Regions from separate parts of the Ovis aries genome. Here region 2 is linked to region 1. Evidence: chromatin contacts called from public Hi-C data. All regions are on one chromosome and are shown on one strand. Each heading gives the region's core, a stretch centred on a gene start, on an enhancer-like site or on the middle of the called end of the contact. The rest is flanking DNA. Distances are from core to core; before and after follow the strand shown. Region 1 has its middle 18 kb from the start of PTGS1. Region 2 holds the start of LHX6 (LIM homeobox 6).

What was found. Hi-C and Micro-C count contacts between places; a contact is called where the count stands out from the background.
Region 2: a Hi-C map of liver shows a contact between it and region 1, with 4 times the contacts expected there. The contact joins the promoter of LHX6 here to the enhancer-like site in region 1. A contact is called at or near these places in 2 of 16 Hi-C or Micro-C datasets (liver and tail adipose tissue).

The regions. Positions count from the first base shown.
Region 1 is chr3:13,557,340-13,560,525 of ARS-UI_Ramb_v3.0, reverse strand. No RefSeq gene overlaps it. Among named protein-coding and RNA genes, the nearest start is that of PTGS1, 18 kb to the right of the region's middle. Within about 2 kb of position 1,720, at least 6 of the 54 cell types and tissues checked have an H3K27ac peak or open chromatin away from gene starts, as enhancers often do. A contact at or near this core is called in liver, where this site is marked.
Region 2 is chr3:13,667,722-13,670,907 of ARS-UI_Ramb_v3.0, reverse strand. It overlaps LHX6 (LIM homeobox 6), which reads right to left and starts at 1,471. Exons shown (of 9, transcript XM_027966474.2): 1 at 1,165-1,471; 2 at 1-11. The coding sequence starts at 1,248.

The DNA.
Region 1 (3,186 bases), core at 471-2,970:
ATCCTCTGTTGCACGCTTCTCTTCCTGCCCTCAGTCTTTTCCAGCATCAGTCTTTTCCAATGAGTTGGCTCTAAAGTGTTATGATGCATTATATTGACAAATGGCTTATGAAACTAGAAAAATCACATACTTGAGGTATGTGATATATACGAGCCTGTACTTGTACACCAGACCTTGTACTGGGGAGCTGAAGAGTATATGTAAATACGGGAATGATGGATATCTGGGTTGAGGCATGGAGATAAATGTGTGTGCAGAGAGGTGATACATATAGATGCAAATATGGTGTAGAGGACACTCATACTGTACAGATACACTGCATCATACGTGGCCTCATAGGTGCACATGTATGTAAAGTGTTGTGTGCACATAATATTATTTATTATGCATGGGGTGTACATAGGCTCATCAATGTAAACAGTGCGTGTGTGTGTAATGCACAGATGGGATATATTGTGTATTCTTTTGAGATGTATATGTCTGTTTATGACTCATGTTCAGTGTATCTATGCACAAATGTCACCTTCTCAGCTAAACATCTATGCTGTGCTCAGCTGCTCAGTCATGTCCGACTCTCTGTGACCCCAAGGACTGTAGCCCACTAGGCTCCTCTGTCCATGGGGTTCTCCAGGCAGATATCCTGGAGTGGGTTGCCATGCCTTCCTCCAGGGGATTTTCCCAACCACCAGGGAAGCCCAAGAATACTGGAGGGGGTAGACTACCCCTTCTCCAGGGGATCTTTTCAACCCAGGAATCGAACTGGGGTCTCCTGCATTGCAGGCGGATTCTTTACCAGTTGAAGTACCAGGAAGTCCAAACATCTATGTTTTTTTTGTTTACTTGCTTAGTCCTGTTGGACTCTTTTGCCACCCCATGGACTGTAGCCCTTCAGGCTCCTCTGTCCATAGGACTTCACAGGCAAGAATACTGGAGTGGGTTGCCGTTTCCTACTCCAGAAACATCTATAACCACCCATTTAAAAGAGACCCAATTTCCCGTGCCAGTCTCTTATTTTCTCCCAAAAAAGTATCACTTAAAAAATTTTTTTGTCGGAGTATAGTTGCTTTACAATATCGTGTTAGTTTTCTGTTTATAGCAAAGTGAATGAGCTATAGGTATATACACATCCTCTCTTTTTTGGATTTCCTTCCCATTTAGGCGATCACAGAGCATTGAATAGAGTTCCCTGTGCTACACAATGGGTGTTCAGTGGTTACCTATTTTATACAGAGTAGTGTCTGTATGTCACTTTAAAATACACAATATATTAGTAATTCAGTGCTGTGTGAGGCTCACTGCTTTCCCCCTGGCCGCACTGTTAGCTGCAGGAGACCGGGGCGTCTCTGGTTTTGCTCCCTGCTGAATCGCAGCGCCCAGCGCAGGCCGCGGGCGTTGCAGACACGCGGGCAGCTGGGTGGGGGACTGTGCGGGATTGAGAGGGTCCCTGGGTGCCCCGCCCGCCCGGGCCTCTGAGCACGCGGGGACCCGTCCCACCGGAGCCAGCCGCGTGCTCCGTGCGCCGGGAAGGGACGGACGCCCACCGGCTGCCGCCTCTGCCCCCGCCCGCGGCCCTTCCCCGGCCCCCGCCGTCTCCCGGGGCGCGACCCGCTGTACCGGCGCGGCCGGCAGGGCTCCGGCTCACTTCCCGGCGGCCGCGGGGCGGGGAGCGGGCGCGGGGCCGCGGCGGGCCGGGCGGCAGGAAACGGCGCATTGTTCGCCGGCCGCGGCCCCGGGCAGGGAGTTCCCGGCCCCGCGCGAACATAAAAGGACAAAGCAGCGCCTGCCGAGCGGCTGGCCGGCCAGCCGCCTGGGCGGCCGGAGGAAGCGCGGCCCCGCGCTCCGTTGACCCCCGGCATCCGCTCCAGGGGATGCACCCCGCCCCTGCGGCCCGGCGTCCGCGGGTTCGAATCCCGGCTCGCCGCCTCCCGAGCTTGCGTTTCCTCGAGTGTGAAAGAAAATAAAGCTCCTGGAAGCCCACCTCCGTAGCAACCCAGGCGCTCCCTGCGTCCCACCCCTCCCCTCTGTCCCCTCCAGTCTGCTAGTCCCACTGAAAGCCTAGCCTTGCGCCGCAGTCCCTTGGGAACCGAACGGAGGCGGTGAAATCCCAGCTGCAGGGCGAATGTTTTATCTACTAAAAATCGCCCACCAGTGTAGCTTGAGTGACACTCCTTTGTGCAAAAGGCGCTTCCCATGACAAACGCCCCCAAAGACCCTTTTCAGGATGGAACTCGGTCTGCAGGCTCTGTTATGGATGGGGAAACTGAGGCCTGGCGGGGTCGGGAGGAGACTAGCTCAAGATCATCACAGAAACAGTATCCAACAGCCTTTATGCAAATAAAGGGTCTTTTTTTTCTGGCGCTTGGAAGGGCAGTAGTTTTTGTTGTTGTCCATCTCAAAATCGATCAAACGAACAGGGTTACTGGTGTGGCTGTTTTCAAAGCACCTTTCCCACTCGTTTCTCATTTGATCTTCACATCCCCTTGGAGGTGGGCTGAAGTGAACTGCGGGGTGAAAAGGTGAAGCGTCTGGCACAGGCAGGTTGAGGAAGGCGGAGAGGGGCTTGTCCTTGGTCTGTTTTGTCTGCTCAGACCTGTCCAACTCTTTGCCACCCCATGGACTTTAGCCTGCCAGGCTCCTCTGTCCATGGGATTTCCCAAGCAAGAATACTGGAGTGGGTTCCTGGTCCCTTCTCCAGGGGATCCTCCCGACCCAGGGATTGATCCTGTGTCTCCGGCATTGCAGGCAGGTTCTTTACCATTGAGCCTTTAAGAGATAATAATCCCCGTGACTTTAGCAGCATACTCTTGGGTGGGGCTGTATTTGCAGAAGGGTTAAGATTTAATCAAGGTAGAAAAGACCCTGATGCTGGAAAAGATTGAAGGCAGAAGGAGAAGGGGCGAGAGAGGATAAGGTGGTTGGATGGCATCATTGACTCCATGGACATGAATTTGAGCAAACTCCAGGAGATGGTGAAGGACAGGGAAGCCTGGCATGCTGCAGTCCATGGGGGTCGCAAAGAACTGGACATGACTGAGCAACTGAACAACAACAGTAAGCCCACCCCATTCTAGCCCAGCCCACCCCAGCCCACAGTGCTGAGGTTTGCCCTCCAGGCCAGGACTGTACTCTAGCCTTTGAAGGAAAAGGTGGAATCCTCACTATTTTACAGAAGGGCCCAGAGAGGTT
Region 2 (3,186 bases), core at 222-2,721, 110 kb before region 1:
TGGGCCATCACCTGGGGGAGGGGGGAGGGAACGCAAGCGGCGGCGGCTGCAGCACTGGCTCCGCGCAGCCTGAGCCCAGCGCCTCCCCGCGCCTGTTATATAAACCGGCGCGGAACAATGAGTCCTAACTTTGTAGTGGGCATTTAAAGCCCTTCCCCACAAAAGCGGTGTCTCTCTAATGAAGCAATTTGAATTTGGATTGGATTTTTTCCCTCTCTCTCCCCCTCTCCCTGCACTTAACCCGTGGCTCTTGAAGTAATCGCTTAGTTCCCTTGCAATCCAAGCCTCTGAGGGGGAAAAAAAACACGCGCACACACACAAACTACCTGCAATTAGAAATTGTCGTGAATGCCCAAGATAAGAGGTAGCCAGAGTGTCAATTCCAACTGTCAATCAGTGAGATCCATCAGGCCGCCCAAAGAATTGCAAATTTGATTTTTTAATGGTAGTAATTAAAAATCGAATTTTTTCTCCCTCCACCCACCCCCCTTCCTCGCTCCCTTCTCCTCCTCTCGGCGCAAAATGCAAAAAGGAGAAAAGAGAGAAAGAAAGAAAATAAAAAAGAGATTGGGGAGGGGCGCTTGAGGAAAATAAAACCCTGAGCGCTGGGAGCATCAGCCCGTCCGCCCCGCGCGCGCGGCCAAATTGATGCGGCGATGCTGACGCGGATTCAGGCGCTTTCCGAGGGCCAGTCCGAGGGAAACCCAGAGCAAAACGGGGGCGAGATCGGGGACGAAACGGGGCCCAAAAGAGAAAAGGGAGGCGTCCAAGAAGAGGAAAGAGCACCCTCCAGCCCCTCGGAGCTCCCGGGACCGGCCCCGCGCCGCGATTCTCAGCGTTGCGCCGGCACAACCCCAGGCGCATCGGCGCTATCAGCGCCTATTCAGACGGACAATACCCGCCTCGCCTCCTCTTGATTCGCCTGTGTCTTTGCTAAATCGCTTTTTGAGAAATTCCTCCAACATTTGCATAATGTGTTCCCGTTTTCCGCGACCCCCCCCCCCCTCGTGCTCGCGCGCGCTCACACACTCACAGACACACACTCCCAGGCGCACCCCCGCACCCCTCCTCCCCGCGGCCGCCCGTCGCCCGGCCCGGCCCGGCTGGGTCCCGGCCCCATCCGACCCCGGCCCGGGCGGCTCACCCACTCGCTCGCTCGCTCACCTGGTCGGCGGCGGGGCCGCCCTCGGCCGGCAGCCGGCAGCCCTCTGGCAGCGCCGGGGCGGCGTTCTCATGCTTCCAGTACATGGGCCGGGGAGCGGCGGGCTCGGCGGGCGCGCGGCTCGGAGAGCCGTGCAGAGAGGGGCCACGGCCGCAGTGCGAGCAAAGGCTGAACCACGAGCAGGAGGGGAGCGGAGGCGCCGGCCCCGCCGCCCCGGCCCCGGCCCCAGCCCCCGCCCCCGGCCCGCGCGCAGCCCCGGCCTCCCTGGCTGCCGCCGCCGCTGCCTCGGAAGAAGGTCCCGACAAACTTGGAGAGGCCCCCGCCCCCTCCTCCTCCTCCTCTCCCTCCTCCTGGTCCTCCTCCCCTTCCAGCTGCGGCGGCGGCCGCCCTGCCGCTGGAGCCCCGCTCGGTTCAAGATGAGTCATGCGTGACCAATCCCCTCCCCGCCAAGGGAGAGCGAGACACACACAGCGAGGCGGCGACCCAGAGATACACACACAGACCGACAGACACACAGAAACTCAGAACCGCCGACAGAGAGGCTGAGGGACACGCTGACATACAAAAGGCACCGGCAGGCGCACAGACACCCAGCGCTCATCACCGCCCCCTCCGCCCCTTGACGGGGCACCCACAGCTCTCAGCCACAGCCCCACTTACAGGTACAAGAGGGACCCATGCTCACACCTTGGGCCGAGATGGGTTTCATATAAAGTCACACATCAGACTCTCCTGATGCAATCCCATGCCTGGCACGTTTGTGTACATGCTGATGCAAATGATTACCTGTTTGCCTCATTTACACGAGCACAAGGCATGCACACATAACTCATACACCTGCACAGCTGCCTGTGCTCCATAACAAACGGAGGGCACACCAGTTCCTAAGGGCTTGGGTTACATCCCATCCTAAATAGGACTGGGTTGGGTGGGAGAGGTTGGGGGGGGGGATGTTGTTCCCCTGAATTCTCCAGGGAGGGATTGCCTGAGACATCCCCCTACCCTGCAGAATTTGCTGAGCTAAGCAGTCTAATGCCCATCTCACTTTCTCTAGGGGTCTACTGATAGTGAGAGAGATGCAGGAGGCAAGGAGGCCCTGGCACTGAGAGAGGAGACACAGCTTCCAACGACCCAGACACAAAAGACTTAAAGACAGAGCCTTACACACATTGACATGCAATGTACACACACATAAGTGGACACTCACAACCTTGGCCCCTTTCTCTACACACAAATTGAGCTCAGAGGGACATATAAATATACATCATCTTCTAAAAACAAATATGCACACTCAGATCCAGCCCTACAGGCACCACACACCCCACCTCCACACAGTGGCCCATGCCATCACCTTCCTAATTGTCTTCATTTACAAATGTAAACACCCCACACAACTGTTCTTAGACGTGTACACACATTCATAGTTAAGAGAGCAGATTCCCACAGAGAGCTCCAAACCCATGTGACACCCCGTGTCCTCTACTCAGATACTCTCAGATATACACACGTATCCCTACAGATGGCGAGATAACCATTTATAGTCAGAGACAGACCATACACCTCTGAAGACACAGGATTCCTGGTGGGCACAGCTTCAGTCATGCACACACAGACACATCTTAATAGGCACAGGCAGATGAGGCATTTGCCCTCCAGGTTATTGCTACAGACTCACACCTCCTGTAGCCTCAAAAGAGAAAAATATCTGTTCCTTTATACACACCAAGGTACACAGAAATTGTTCCAACCCCAGCCAACGGCATCTCCCACTTGCTGCATTTTCAGCCATTTATACAGAGTGGAAAGTTTCTCTTTGGACCGTAATCTTTTCCACTAAGAGTACAGTTGCAGTGTGAAAGCTGGTGAGGTGTGTGCACAGGCACACACATATGCACGCACCCTCCAACATCCACCAGAGATGAGCCAGAAATGACCAGAGACGGACAACCTCCTCCTCGACTATCTTCTTTTGAACATAATAAACCCAGGTGCTACTCCTCTGTACTTCAATCCAGGGCAGGTAT